Linked DNA regions of Mus musculus: regions 1, 2, 3 and 5 are each linked to region 4. A link is a contact called in public promoter capture Hi-C data. All regions are on one chromosome and are shown on one strand. The core of a region is the stretch at or near the end of the contact, and the rest is flanking DNA. Distances in the headings are between cores, read along the strand shown. Region 1 holds the start of Fah (fumarylacetoacetate hydrolase). Region 2 holds the start of Mesd (mesoderm development LRP chaperone). Region 3 holds the start of Abhd17c (abhydrolase domain containing 17C). Region 4 holds the start of Efl1 (elongation factor like GTPase 1). Region 5 holds the start of Cemip (cell migration inducing protein, hyaluronan binding).

The links. Promoter capture Hi-C pulls out the DNA fragments that hold promoters and counts their contacts. Capture Hi-C pulls out chosen DNA fragments and counts their contacts.
Region 1: a contact with region 4 is called in a promoter capture Hi-C map of liver, with 2.8 times the contacts expected there. The contact joins the promoter of Fah here to the promoter of Efl1 in region 4. A contact is called at or near these places in 1 of 39 promoter capture datasets (pre-B cells) and 1 of 9 other capture datasets (liver).
Region 2: a promoter capture Hi-C map of liver shows a contact between it and region 4, with 8 times the contacts expected there. The contact joins the promoter of Mesd here to the promoter of Efl1 in region 4. A contact is called at or near these places in 5 of 39 promoter capture datasets (the C10 cell line, hippocampal neurons, liver and 1 more), 9 of 484 Hi-C or Micro-C datasets (CD4 T cells, CD8 T cells, Th1 cells and 5 more), 9 of 115 datasets of contacts at active chromatin or transcription factors (astrocytes, bone marrow-derived dendritic cells, bone marrow-derived macrophages and 6 more) and 2 of 9 other capture datasets (adipose tissue and liver).
Region 3: a promoter capture Hi-C map of liver shows a contact between it and region 4, with 4 times the contacts expected there. The contact joins the promoter of Abhd17c here to the promoter of Efl1 in region 4. A contact is called at or near these places in 4 of 39 promoter capture datasets (the C10 cell line, cranial neural crest, liver and 1 more), 1 of 484 Hi-C or Micro-C datasets (CD4 T cells), 1 of 115 datasets of contacts at active chromatin or transcription factors (astrocytes) and 2 of 9 other capture datasets (adipose tissue and liver).
Region 5: a promoter capture Hi-C map of embryonic stem cells shows a contact between it and region 4, with 2.8 times the contacts expected there. The contact joins the promoter of Cemip here to the promoter of Efl1 in region 4. A contact is called at or near these places in 5 of 39 promoter capture datasets (the C10 cell line, embryonic stem cells, hippocampal neurons and 2 more) and 1 of 115 datasets of contacts at active chromatin or transcription factors (astrocytes).

The regions. Positions count from the first base shown.
Region 1 is chr7:84,604,650-84,607,433 of GRCm38.p6, reverse strand. It overlaps Fah (fumarylacetoacetate hydrolase), which reads left to right and starts at 1,492. Exons shown (of 14, transcript NM_010176.4): 1 at 1,492-1,791. The coding sequence starts at 1,711.
Region 2 is chr7:83,890,873-83,893,572 of GRCm38.p6, reverse strand. Mesd (mesoderm development LRP chaperone) reads right to left here and starts at 1,307. Exons shown (of 3, transcript NM_023403.4): 1 at 1,098-1,307. The coding sequence starts at 1,283.
Region 3 is chr7:84,150,518-84,153,217 of GRCm38.p6, reverse strand. Abhd17c (abhydrolase domain containing 17C) reads left to right here and starts at 1,325. Exons shown (of 3, transcript NM_133722.2): 1 at 1,325-1,936. The coding sequence starts at 1,374. It overlaps LOC117997403 (a long non-coding RNA gene), which reads right to left and starts at 1,078. Exons shown (of 3, transcript NR_169136.1): 1 at 847-1,078; 2 at 534-672.
Region 4 is chr7:82,647,335-82,650,034 of GRCm38.p6, reverse strand. Efl1 (elongation factor like GTPase 1) reads right to left here and starts at 1,421. Exons shown (of 20, transcript NM_175317.3): 1 at 1,357-1,421; 2 at 404-509. The coding sequence starts at 494. Saxo2 (stabilizer of axonemal microtubules 2) reads left to right here and starts at 1,507. Exons shown (of 3, transcript NM_177894.4): 1 at 1,507-1,643. The coding sequence starts at 1,606.
Region 5 is chr7:84,085,160-84,087,859 of GRCm38.p6, reverse strand. It overlaps Cemip (cell migration inducing protein, hyaluronan binding), which reads left to right and starts at 1,355. Exons shown (of 29, transcript NM_030728.4): 1 at 1,355-1,602.

The DNA.
Region 1 (2,784 bases), core at 243-2,742, 2.0 Mb before region 4:
TGAGGCGATACAGGCCCTCCATACTAGGGAAGGGAACTAGGAGGGCATGACGCAGGGTTGGGGAGAAGGCTGATCACACTAAATCACAGCCTGGAAGCAGAAGAAGATGAATACAGCTATCCAACTCCATGTTCCTATCATTTATTCAAGGCCTCCAGTCCAAGAGGTGATGCTGCATACATTCATTTAACCTTTTGGAAACACACAGACACGTGGAGATGTGATTCCATGGTGATTCTAAATATGATAGTGAAGTTGACAATATTAAACATTACACCCTCCAACAGCCAGAAAGCACAAATTCTCAGCAGAGCTTTCTCTAAAATAGATCACAGTTTAGGCCATAAGTCATGTCTCCACAATACAAAAAAGAATTTAAATAACCCGTTTTTATTTTATCAGATTGTGTTTCTGAAGCATTTGCACGAACACGGCCCCAGTCTGCGGGGTACTCCCGTGAGATCTCACTTTATCATGGACGCCCACGTTTCTAGTCAGTAACTAGCCAAACTTCTAACATCTCTGGTCCCAGAGTCCATAGGTCTTCCTCCCGCTCTTTCATTTGGAAGTCAACTATCATTAACTAATCGAATTCTTGTTTCTACTGTGAAGTAGACCCCCTTCCCCACTAGTACTGTACGGAAGAAAGCACAGGCAGAACACCAAGACGTTAACGCAGGCGTGTCACACTTCTAGACGCTGGCTCCAACTCCATCTTTCACCAGTGCTCAGGGCAAGGTCTCTGGACCCTGACTGAGCAAGGCTACACAGGCAGATGAACTGGGGACAAATCCTCTGCAGTATCCAGTGACACCACAGGAGCCAGAGGCAGTCCCAGACAAAAGAATGGGGTCACTGGGTGGATCCCAATTTGCATTCTGGAGGTGGGGTCAGGGAAAAAGCTTGGCTCATAAGGGAGGCTGGGCGGTTTTGCAAAAGGGCGAGGCCTCAGAGATTATGGAAATAAAGCACCTACTGGGGCGGGGCTTTGGGTCTTGGGCATTTTAGGTGAGACCAATACCTGGATCCAGGTGCTGGACCCGGAAGGGGGAGGTTTAGACATAGGGGCGGAACGGTCTGACAGTTCCGGGATGGAGATGGGGGGGGGTGGGGTGAGGGGGAAAGGCAGGGCGTGGACACGACGGGATCTCGGGGGCAGGATGAGGGTGGGGTGACCCCAGGACTCCGGGCACATCTGGGGCGGGGCGAAGGCGGGAAGATCCCAGGGCTCCGGGCACATCTAGGGAGGATGAGGAGAATGTCTTGTATATCCAGACCGATGAGGCGGTCCTGGACTCGTAGAGGTCGCCCGAGAAGAAAACGGGGTGGTCTCAGGGCGGGTACCGGGTGGTTCCAAGGCAGGGGCTGGCCAGGAAGGATGCGGAACAGTCGAGAGGCGTGGGAATGGGGTGGCCCGGGGCGGGTGCTGGATAGTACGGAGGGTGGACCCAGGGTAGGGAAGGAGGGAAGGGTGTGGGGCGGTTCCGGGGCGGGTGCTAAAAGAATCACTAGGGTGGGGAGGCGGTCCCAGTGGGGCGGGTAGGGGTGTGTGCCAGGTGGTACCGGGTATTGGCTGGAGGAAGGGCAGCCCGGGGTTCGGGGCGGTCCCTGAATCTAAAGGCCCTCGGCTAGTCTGATCCTTGCCCTAAGCATAGTCCCGTTAGCCAACCCCCTACCCGCCGTGGGCTCTGCTGCCCGGTGCTCGTCAGCATGTCCTTTATTCCAGTGGCCGAGGACTCCGACTTTCCCATCCAAAACCTGCCCTATGGTGTTTTCTCCACTCAAAGCAACGTGAGCATCGATTTTTGGGCTCGGGAGCCGGGAGGTGGGAGTTCTGGTCAGTTTCTCCAGAGCCTCGGGGAGAGCGCCTGTGGCTACAGTGCCGCTCAGGACCCATAGCTGTGCACGTTACGGAAATTAAGTATATGTGGGTATATATGGGCCTGTGCAAGAACCAGAGCATAGAGAAATGGGAGCTATCACCCCTGCCTGGGCAGCAGGCCTAAGCGATTGTGACCCAAAAACGGACGCATAATTTCCTTACAAAACGCGGGTGGTCGTTCACTTCACTGCTTAGTCCTTAACCCTGTAACCTCGAAAGTACCAGCTGACTCCCATAATTTCGAGCAACTCCTCTGAGCACTTCCTGGCCTAGAAACTTCGGTCTAAGACACAGGCTTCTTTTACCTCTAACCTAAATTCTTTCTGCTCTAGAGTGAACTGCTAGGCATTCACTGAACTAACCACAGGTCTCATGGGGCAGGAGAAATGAACTTTGACTTGTACACATAGTCTGACTTGAAAGAAATCTTTGCAAATGGTTTAGTGGAGCTGAGTTATCTATCCTATCCTTGGGTGGGCAACGCATATCACTCTGAAATGTTTGTGCTATTTTCTGCTTGAGCTTTTGGGGGGAGGGTTGTTTGTTTGTTTTTGTTTTATTTATTTTGCTTGTTTATAGTGTTGATTCAGCTTTGTGTGTAGGAACTGTTTGCACCATAAAAGGAGTATGAATATCTTTGCCAGTACAGACAGGTAGCATTGTTCTAAAGTACTTGGCTGGCATGCACCAGCAAAAGGAAGAAAGAAAGGAAGTGGTTCCTGGCAGTGTATAGCTTTCTCCACATCTGTTGTCCTTTCATATCCTGCCTGTGCAGATTGCCTTGGTCAGAAGAGTCAGGTAATGCTTTCACAACCACCAGGCATGACTAGATGTTGCAAGGACACAGAGTTAACTTGTTGTCCTTTCCACGTTTGAGGTGTGTGGAGCCTTAACCTGAGCCA
Region 2 (2,700 bases), core at 58-2,557, 1.2 Mb before region 4:
AATCTACTCCAAATTTTCTTTCCAGAATCTCACAGTGGAGCCCAAACCAGTTTGAAATTTACTATGTAGCCCAGGTTTAACTAAGGCTAGCCTCCTCCACTAGTCTCTTAAGTGCTGGAATTACAACCTTGCACTACCATGGCCCCACTACTCCAATTCTTCTGTTGGGTACAGAGAACAACAACAGGAGTCCCCCCTTTTTAAGTCAAATCCAACAGGTGGATATTTTAAATGTATGCCCAAAAGTCTTACCTCCTTCCAACAATATAGTTAGCCACAAGTTAAAAAAAAAATCAGCATTGGAAACAAACTCTGAAAAGTTCTCTGGCAGAGAACCTTACACAGTGAATATAGCTATGTGTGTGATTCCTTTCCATCAGCTGTGCCAATCAAATACGACAGTACAATCAAGGGCTGCAGTGTACTTTTGATCAGGAATCCCTCCTTAGAACCTTTTGCATACCCCAAATGCAATCAAGTAACAGACCAGAATTCGGCCTCTCACAAAACAAGTCCACTACTCCCATCAATGAAAAACCTGAGTTGCATATGAGATATGCCTTAGTTCCCTTTACCAGTAAAATAAACCCACCCAAGAAATTACAAAAGCCCCAGCAGGAATATACACCAAAAGAAGTCGGAAACCCTCTATATTTGGAAAGATCTCTATCAAAGCTAAAAAAAAGTTGAGAGACCACCTTTAGAACCCATTCACTCCAGAACAGGAGGAGGAAGGAGGGAATGCTCTTCAGGAGCGCTCGCTCCCTGTTCGCGGCTCACAAACCACCAAGATCAATGTAGAGACCCCTGCGACATAGCAAGGAAAGTAGGGCTTGACTGGTGAGAGTCCAAGTGCTGACTGGAGTGGCTGAGGAGCCATGATAGCGAAAGACACTGGGCGAGAGGCCTGAGCCGTGGTGGAATGAAGAGAGACGCGGGAGTCAACGGGTACTGGGAGACATTTCAAGAAAGACCCTCAGAGGGCAGCGAGCGGGATCAGGGGACAAAAGTCAGAAGGTCAAATGTCCGAGAGGGTAAGGGTTAGGAGAAAAGGGATCTGTATGGGAGATGCTCAGAAGTGTGCAGGCGACACAGACCTCCCACTGCTCCAGAAGTCGCGCCATGTCGGCATCGTTGTAATCGCGGATGTCCTTCTTTTTCCGTGGAGGTGGGGTGGCCTCGCCCGGAGTGTCCGCCGCGTAGGCATTAGGAGGAGGGAGCAACAGAAGGTCCGAGGCACACAGAAACAGTAGAACCGCGCGCAGCCACCTGGAGGCAGCCATGTTAGCAGCCTAGCGTAACGGACTGCCCAGCGTAAGGCACAATGAGCCTGCGCAGACAGCGTGCGGAGTCCGGACGCCGGGGCCTCGCCCCCACCCCGCCCCCGGCCTTCCAATCCAGTCCCTAAGCGTGTTCTGCGCAGAACTAAACCCAGTACTTGACCCCGTCCCACCCTCGCGGACTCAAGTCCCAATGGCTCCGCCTCCGAGGAGTCCGTAGCCTACCGCACCCCGCCTCGTTCTGGTTCCTCCTGTCCGGACCTCATCCGGTAGCTCCGACCCCCTTGGCTCCGCCCACAACTGCATTCCCTTGGGGCTCCCAACCTCAGGCTCCTCCCCGTCATCGAGCCTTTCACCACTTGACTCCACCCCTCAGCCACGGTCTCCTGACTCCGCCCCTAGGGTACCGCCTCCTCACCAGACTCCGCCCCATAGCTCTGGGAGCTCACCTGGCTGGGGACCAAGGGTTCTTCCTCCTGGTTCCTCCCCTTGCCAGGCTCCGCCCCGCGAGCTCCGCCCCTTGGCCTGGCCAAACAATCTACTCTAGCTGGGTCCTGCCCAACTGTGCTTTCTCCACTATTTGGGGGTTTTGTTAGAAGTCAGCCCTTTTGTCTCTCATTCTCTAGCCAGGGTCTGAAAGTTCCCTCAGGGTTTCAGTGACAGAGTCCTCGAAGCCTATGAAATGAATGAGTTGGAAGATATGCAAACTACCTTGACCCTGAGGCCCTTTTCAGGGTGTTGACATTCAACTACGCTCCCTAGTAATTTCTAGCAAGAACAAACCGCCTGCTGAAAAGCTAAGGACAGCTAGGGCAACTTTTCTCGAAGACTGTAATTATAGGGTCTATTGTTATTCTGCTCCACGGATGATTTTCGACCCACCATTCTTTCAATATCACTGTCAATTAAACTGGAAAAAAAAACCCATTTAATTGATAACCATTTTTATTGTTTAAAATAGTTCCTGTCTCTTCTGATTTTCATCTACCACTGTGGCTTTAACCTATAGGACAAAACCACCCTAATTTTATTTTCTATTTTACAAGATTTTGACCACTAAGATCTTCAAAATTAAAATACTTGGGGTCAGAGATACTTTAAAGTTTCCTAAGCTTTAAGTGGCAGATCTGATTTCTTTAAAATTTCAAATTATATCATAAGACATGAAACCTTGGTGTAGTTGGAAAATATTCAAAAACTATACCTTAAGTACTGACCCCAAAGTGCCACATAATGCATACAATTTATTTCTATATTTACAAATGTATCTCAAGAATGGGTTTTCAATGTTTATATCAGCATACTGTGTTAATTACTAAGCATACTTGGGTTCTTTTTTTTTTTTTTTTTTTTTTTTTTTTGGTTTTTGCGAGACAGGGTTTCTCTTTATAGCCCTGGCTGTCCTGGAACTCACTTTGTA
Region 3 (2,700 bases), core at 76-2,575, 1.5 Mb before region 4:
CAAGGTTACTACTTAAAGTGGTACTGGTAAATCAATTTATATTAGGATGCTCAAAATTCTTTTTGTTTAAAAAATGTTGTAATCCTTCTTGGGACATTTATGAGGTCTGGAATGGTGACTGCCCACTGGGGCTCTGGTTGTATTCATTGCAGGTAGCCTAAAATGACCTCCTACCCCTGAAAGGAAAGCCTGGTGCCAAAGTCCAGAGGAGAGGCTCTGCCAACCGGACACCAGGGTTCACACGGTTTCAGAAGCCCTGAGAGTTATATTTGGAAAATCACTTAAAGCCTATAGCCAAGACAATAGTGGATTAAAATCGTTGTAACATGTCTTTCATGATTAAAAAGTCTGGCGCCAAAACAGTTCTAGAGAAACTAACATCAAAAAGGACAGATATGGAGTATCCAGTTGGCACCACAGGGGATGATGTAAGGGATGGGGGTGAGAGAGGACCGTGTTGACACCATTTGTTGTAAAACCAACAGGCTCTGCTGTAATTGTTATTACAGAAAGACCTGCGTAGCTGTACATACCCAACAGCCGCCTGCAACACGGGAACACGTACGAGATGGACCAGAGCATTTATGGTAGTGGCTGTTCAAGAAGTCTTGAATCTCAGCAAGTGGTGGTAGAGGCTAGAAGCATGTGAGTTCTAAACCAGTGTAGGCTAAACTGTCTCAAACAACCAAAAGAGAAAAAAATAGCATTGATTAGAGGAAAGCAAGGCATTTTTAATGTACTCAATTCTCTTTCTCAATAATTATCTTTTACATAAATTCCCAATAACTCCACCAGGACAGAAAGCTGGTTTTGGAGAACTGAATCCTAAAGTATCTGCACACCTACCTTTTCAATCCAGGATTGTCCCAACCGCTCTAATCTCTTCAGACCCCCGCCCCAATCGCGCTAAGCCCCGCCCCAGACTCCAGAGCCTCGCTTCGGACCGGGGAGTTTGTTCTAACGAGTAGCCCCGCCCAGATGCGCTAACTCCCGCCCAAGAGGCGGGAGCCCCGCCCAGCCCGGGGAGTCCTGCTTCAGACTGGGGCGTCCGTTCCGATGGGTAGCCCCGCCCGCCTGTGGGGGCGCGCGGCGCGGTAACCCGGAAGTGGCAGTAGCGTGCGGGGGCGGGGCGGCGCGCTGGAGCGGGCCATGGCCGCCGCCGCCGCGGGCTTTGTGTGCCGCGCGCGAGCCCCGGCCGTCCGCACCTCGCCGGGGCTGCGGGGCTGCCGCTGACCCGCCCCGCTCGCCGCGCCGCGCCCGCCTGGCCCCGCCCCTGGCCTCTCCGCCTTCTCGGCCGGCCTCCAGTTCTCGGCGCTCTCCCTCTGCGCTCCCTGCGCTTCCCTCCCGCCCGCGGCGGGCGCCAGGCCGCCCCGATGCCCGAGCCCGGCCCCAGGATGAACGGCTTCTCGCTCGGCGAGCTGTGCTGGCTCTTCTGCTGCCCTCCTTGTCCGAGCCGCATCGCCGCCAAGCTGGCCTTCCTGCCGCCCGAACCCACCTACACGGTGCTGGCGCCCGAGCAGCGCGCGCCCGCTCCCGCGGCGACCCCCGCGCCCGCCCCGGCGGCGCAGCCCGCTCCGGCCGAGGAGGGTGCGGGCCCCGGCGCGTGCAGCCTGCACCTGAGCGAGCGCGCCGACTGGCAGTACTCGCAGCGCGAACTGGACGCCGTCGAGGTCTTCTTCTCGCGCACGGCCCGCGACAACCGGCTGGGCTGCATGTTCGTGCGCTGCGCGCCCTCCAGCCGCTACACGCTGCTCTTCTCGCACGGCAACGCCGTGGACTTGGGCCAGATGTGTAGCTTCTACATCGGCCTGGGCTCGCGCATCAACTGCAACATCTTCTCTTACGACTACTCGGGCTATGGTGTGAGCTCCGGCAAGCCCTCCGAAAAGAATCTCTACGCTGACATCGACGCCGCGTGGCAGGCACTGCGCACCCGGTGAGCCCCGAGCCACGGTTGGGGTGCGGGCTTGTGCTCCCGGATTGTTGCATTCGCTCGAGATTGCAACAGCCCTCGGGGATGGAGAGCTCAGACTTAAAGGGTCCTGCCTGCTTTTCACTGGCCCGCGCGGCCTGGAGTCTTTGTGGCTCCGGTTAAACGCACGTGGCCGCTGTGGGGGATGCCAATGTACCGGCCAAACCAACTTGGTTGGGCTTGAGTTGTGTCTTGAGCTACGCGCAGACCCCGAAGGTCTGGTAGAAGTGACCTTGGGGTTTTCAGAGCCCTTGACAGCTGGGGAGAGACGATGACCTCTAAAAGACTTTCCAAGTAGAAAGTGTCCCTGGGGCGATGCCTGTGCAGCCCTTAAGGCTGGGTCGGGTCGGGTGTGGGGAGGACTTTGCCTCCTGGTCCCGCAGAGTATGTGGCACTGGGAGATCAGGAAGTTAGCTGAAGAACCTTCCCTAAACACCACCAGTAGCGCAGAGTGTTATAGGCGTGAGGAAATCTCTTGACCTTGAGTTAGCGTTCATAAAACTGGAAAGTATTTATTCAGGGTCTTTTATATGCTAAGCACAAATTGTTATATTCTGAGGACAGACCAGGTTGGGGGGGGGGGGAACTAACTTAAGTTTTACTCTGAACTTAGACATTTGGTTTGCGGGAAAGTCAAGTGACCTGACCAGTTTTGGTGCTTGTGACCTTCCCATGCAATCCCCATAGCACAGGTGGCAACCGTACCTGAGGTCCTGTGTGTAATGAGC
Region 4 (2,700 bases), core at 172-2,671:
ACCACGAAGCCCCGATTCCTCCCTAAAGCTTCTCTGGCTGGACAGGTTGGCCTCATAAATGTCTAGGGCCTGACAAATCTAAAAAAGCACTGCCAACTTAGCAAATGCTCAGTATAGGATGAATTAAATAGAATTTATAGAAGATATATTCTACCAAGACCACAGACATTTTACCATCTCAAGAAACTTTTCCATATTTTAACAAAAATCCAAATTCAAAAGCATTGTATGACATACTGGGCAGACCACCAATCACCCGTTAATCCATTTATTTCAAACGTTCTACAGCATGCTTCTCTGACATGGCACAACACACAACTCCTTAGCAAGCATCACTCTCACCGCTCCAATGAAACAGAGACATTTCCTCTTTGTTAATAAAACCCAATTCTAAAAGCCTTACCGTGGTCAACATGAGCCAGAACACAGATATTCCTAATGTTGGCAGTGTTCTTCTGAAGTCGAATCATCTTATCAACACCACTGAGCACCATGGTTATTTCCTGGGACTAAACATTAAATGCAAATTAAAAATGGTACAAAATCTAGTGGGGGTGGGGGTGGGGGTGGTGTGCACAACAGCGAAAACCAAATGGACAAACTGAGAGGGAGATGCTGATGCTGACAAGTCGCCTCAGATTCCTTAACTGAGAACCCAATGAATGTTTAGCCACATCTATTTCCTTCTGGCCCTGAGGGGATATAGTCCTTTAGGCCCATGTTCCATGGTAAAGTCCACACATCCTGCTGACAGTACTTGTGGGGTGAGCTGGGAGTTTCCGGATCTGCCATGCGATGAATCACGCAGTTGGGAGCCAGGTGCAGAGGCGCCCGGCTAAGTCACACTCACACTCACATACATACATACATACATACATACACACACACACACACACACACACACACACACACACACCAGAGACAGACAGTCAGTCTCTCTCTCTCTCTCTCTCTCTCTCTCACACACACACACACACACACACACACACACACACCCTTCCCTACTTCAGTCCCTCCAAAAGTCTGCCTTTCTGTCAAGCTTGCTGGCTTTTATCAGACATGAGAACTTCGGCCCTGTGACTGCACTGAGTGTCCTTAAAAGTTTTTGGATCACGTGCCTAGGAACACACCAGGTGCACGACACACCTTCTACCCCTCTCTCCAATTAAAAGAAGCAAATCGAGGTCTGCATGCCCTTCCTCCTCTTGGGTTCCTGGAGTCGCTGCCGCTGAGAGTACCGGGTCCCTATAAAGTGCAGCCGCTCGGGACACTCCTCGCCCAGCCCAATCGACATGACCCCCCCGGGTCTCCGTCACCGTCTGGTCGCCGGCGTCCCTAGCAAGTCCCCCCACTCACCAGCTCCACGCCGCACCTCACCCACGCACCTAAGACTCCAGGGGTAGCTCAGACCGGAAGTCGCAGGAGCCTGGGGGCGGGGCCTGTGGGCCTGTGACCTCTGACCCGCGCGCATCTAGAACATCACCGGAAGCCACGTCGTTTCCCTTCAACTTGGAGTTCCGCGGTCGCCTTGACGACGGCGGACGCTGTAGCTGCTCTGAAGTGTGCCAGCCTAAGCCTGCGGAGGGGGACGCTGGAGCGCAGAGCATGAGGAACTGGTGTCTGTGCCAGATTTGCACCTGCGGGTAAGAAACGTCCGCCCGGTGTGGCGTCCGCAGAGCCGCGAGCCCCGCCGCGCACACCCCCTAAGGACTCCCTTGCCTGAACCGGAGGAGACCCCTACTCCACCCCCACCCCCCACCCCCCACCCCCGACCTTATGCTCTGCTAAATGCTGCCCATTTCCTCTGCTTGGCTAGCTCCTGGGCAAAACTTATTTTCTTTGCATTCCCTGAGGCTTCCCATCCAGAGATTTAAGCTAAAATACAGTTCAGATCAGCTAAGTAGTATGAGCAAATATGGCTGGTAAGTGATGGAGTCACCCACCGATTCTATTGGTTAACTTAAAAGAACAGTATCCATGGTATTTCGTTTGCCACCCAGAACCTTCCATCCTCTAAACTCTATTTTTATTCCTGCCAAGGCAACATTTTCCTGAGGCCTTTCTGACAGACAAAAATGGCAATAGTCCTCACCGTAAACCTCAGGTTTGGTTTGTAAGTCCTGCCTAACAACTTTACATCACCAGTAAACACATTCTTCTCTATCCTCAAGCTTACTGTTTACCCAGGGGTTAGATCACCTTTGATAAGTGAATAAGAGTAACTGAGTAACGCCAAGCCCTTTGTACTTGTAATCCCCTTCTAAGGGCAACCAGCTACAACACATATTGATTGAGAGCAGTTTCTCAGCCCCTTTTGTAATAAACATTGTTTGTATGTTTGAACAGATGCAAACATAACTTTTAAGGCTTGAATCTGCAAAATCTTGTATGTAAGAAAAAAAATGTATTTGAATCTGAATTTATCTACAAACTAAGTTATTTTCCCATCCACCCATCAGGAAATTCATTATATTAGGGACTTTACATTCTTCAAGAATAATATCACCATCCACAGAGCTGGGGGGACTGCCAATGTAAGAGGAATCCCCTTTAGGCTTTGAAGCATGGCTAATAACTTCTGCCGAAATGTCCCTTGCAAACACTTAGTTGCAGCGAGAGCACTGCCTTAGCTGCTTTCAGTTTTATAACTGAGGTACAAGAATCTTTGACAAAATGGGTAGTTACTATGACATACATAGT
Region 5 (2,700 bases), core at 106-2,605, 1.4 Mb before region 4:
GACAGGGGCTTCCAAAGTCTCTGCCATAGACTGGCCCTAAAGCCTGCACTGAGATTCCTAAAGCTGGTGGGCACTGCCTAGAATGAAGACCCTCTCGCACAGCAGTGAGCATAGGACATTGGCAGGCAGGAAGAAATGTGTACTTGAGAACTCTCATTAACCAGAGGAGGGAGCTGAGCAATAAGTCTCAAAGAGGGACAGCATATAGAATTGCAACCAAAGCTGTCATCTTAGAATTAAAATGAAATGGAAAAAAAAATCCCCAGCACCTTTCACCCTTTTTGCCAGGGTCAGAGTGGATAGGTAGCTGGTGCTCAGGGCACCCAGTGTTGAGGAGATGCTAGATGCTCTGGGTGGGCTTACTTATTCCTATGGCAGAGGATAACTCACTGGTGGCACTGTCTTGTTTTGATCCTTGAGAACATTGTCCTGTCCAGGCACAGACTACATGCAGGATAGCAAACACTTACTATGACTTAGTACCCACAAAATCTCACTGAAATCCTCTCTCCAGGCTCATGGGAGCCCAATGGTGAAGTCCCTTGTTTATGGTCAAGTAACTGGCATGTGCAGAAAACTGACACATGTGAAGAAGTAACTCTACTATCCGTGTGTGTGTGTGTGTGTATGTGTGTGTCCCCTAAGACAGAGGTCAAGCTGCTTGGAGTGTTATTTGTTTTTGAGACCGGGTATCTCTATTTTACCCGGACTGGCCAGCAAGCCCCAACAAGCCACCTGTCTCCACCTCCCCAGCTCTGGAATTACAAATTAGGGCTATTGCCCACCCAAGGCATTTTTATGAGGATTCTGGGAACTGAACTCTGTTTTTTCAAACCTGTAAACATCTTAGCGGTCATCTCCCTAGCTTTCAAAACAAGATCTTCTCTAAGAGACCTCTAGACCTAGGCGATCCTGGATTCTGTTGCTATGTTGGCTTACAAAAAGTGTTACGGGTTTGAAATCTAACAGCCTGAACGTAGAGTGGTGGCGACTCTGTCAAAATCTCTTTTTTCTGGCTGACTGTCCCTTGGGGAGGCCACTGGATACAAGCTGCGCTTCCATCACTAAGCCCTCGGAGGTCCGCAGCTTTCGTCCTAGGCTCCAGCGCCCTCACCTGGTGGCCACGGCTTGTCCCGGCGGCGGCTCTCGGGCTCAGGTCTGCGGCTCCCGGAGCGGCCGCCAGAGCCCGCCCGGGTCCAGCCCCGCAGGCCGCCCACCGCGGTGAGTGGGAGGACGCTGCCCAGAGACAGGGGTGGGACAGGGGGGACGGGATGAGTGCGGGCGCCGGGGGCTCTGGTGGGGAGGAGTCAGGCCCGGAAGGCGACTATAAAAAGCGTCGGCTCGGGCTGGCAGCTCCGAGCTAGCTACTAAGCCAGTGAGCGCGCGGAGTCGAGCGAGGAGCGCCTTCTGCGCTGAGTGGCAGTGGTCTGGTGCTGCTGGAGCACTGTGCCGAGTGAGGTCGGAATCTGCACCCCACTTTCCGCCAGCTCCCGTCCCACTTGCTTACGCTCAGGAGCTCAACGCGTGGGATCAGATACTAGACTACGGGATGCTGCACTCCAGATCCCCGAGGCGTGGCAGGGTCTCGGTCATCAACCTGAGGTAAGAGGACCGGAGCTAGGGCGCGAGGGCTGCTTGGGTTAAGCTATGGGGAGGAGAGGAGAGACCGGATCCCACATTCTCCCCTCTGTTAGGTAGAACGTTGCCCTCCATCAGTCTGATTGTCCAGCCTATTATTCTATGCTGTCTACCACTGTCTGTCTGTCTGTCTGTCTGTCTGTCTGCCTGCCTGCCTATCCATGAATATATTGGTGGGCACACGCCTCCGCCACGGTCCTTCGTCTCTGAAATCTTTACAAATGTCAGGTGTTGGGGACACCATCGTCCAGGAATGTATTCGACGGGAGGTGGATTTCTGTTTTGCTTAGTTTGTGCCCCTGTGAATGGCACCAGATGTTCACACAAACAACAGTGTCTAATCGAAGAGAGATGGCCCCTAGGCAGGTCTCGCAAGGAGCCCGGTGCAGGGAACGCGCTTACCGTGTGGCTAATGGTGAGCTTCGCAAGACTGTACCTTGTCGCTACCACGTAGGCAAGGTCTCCTGGGTTCCCTAACCTGCCTCTGCCCTCCCAGTGATACGCTGGCACCGGGCTGGAGGAGATGATCTGATGTTAGACGACCTCGGTGGCCTCTGCTGTTATTTAAACAAACACTAAGCCTGGCAGCGCTGCAGGGACATTTGGTGGCCCCTGGCAACAGACAGCATCTGCAAGAAGGGTCTCGCTAGATTGACAGAAAAACCAAGGTCTCCATAAGGCACAAGACTGAGTTGTCCACGGTTCTCAAGCTCTCCGCTCTGGTTCGGTGACATCTCGGAATGAACCCCAGAGAATCCTTGTGCTCTTGACCGAGCGTTGTGCCGGTGTTCCCCAAGACTGGACACTCTACCCGCCCCAGGTCTGAGGTTCTCAGTCCTGCTCCGAGCAGCCAACTCTGCCCACAGGTAAGACCTTCTCTTTAAAACCAAGCTTTTGATGTGAGAGCCACGGCTTGGCTGAAGCCTGTCCAGGAGACCGTGAGCCAGGGAGTCATTTCCATCTCCGCGGTCTGGAGAGGGACCCTAAGGCGCGCCCGCGGGCGGGGAATAGGCTGCTCCGCGTGCCCAGGCTCGGCGCCACCATGGACAGCTCCCAGCTACT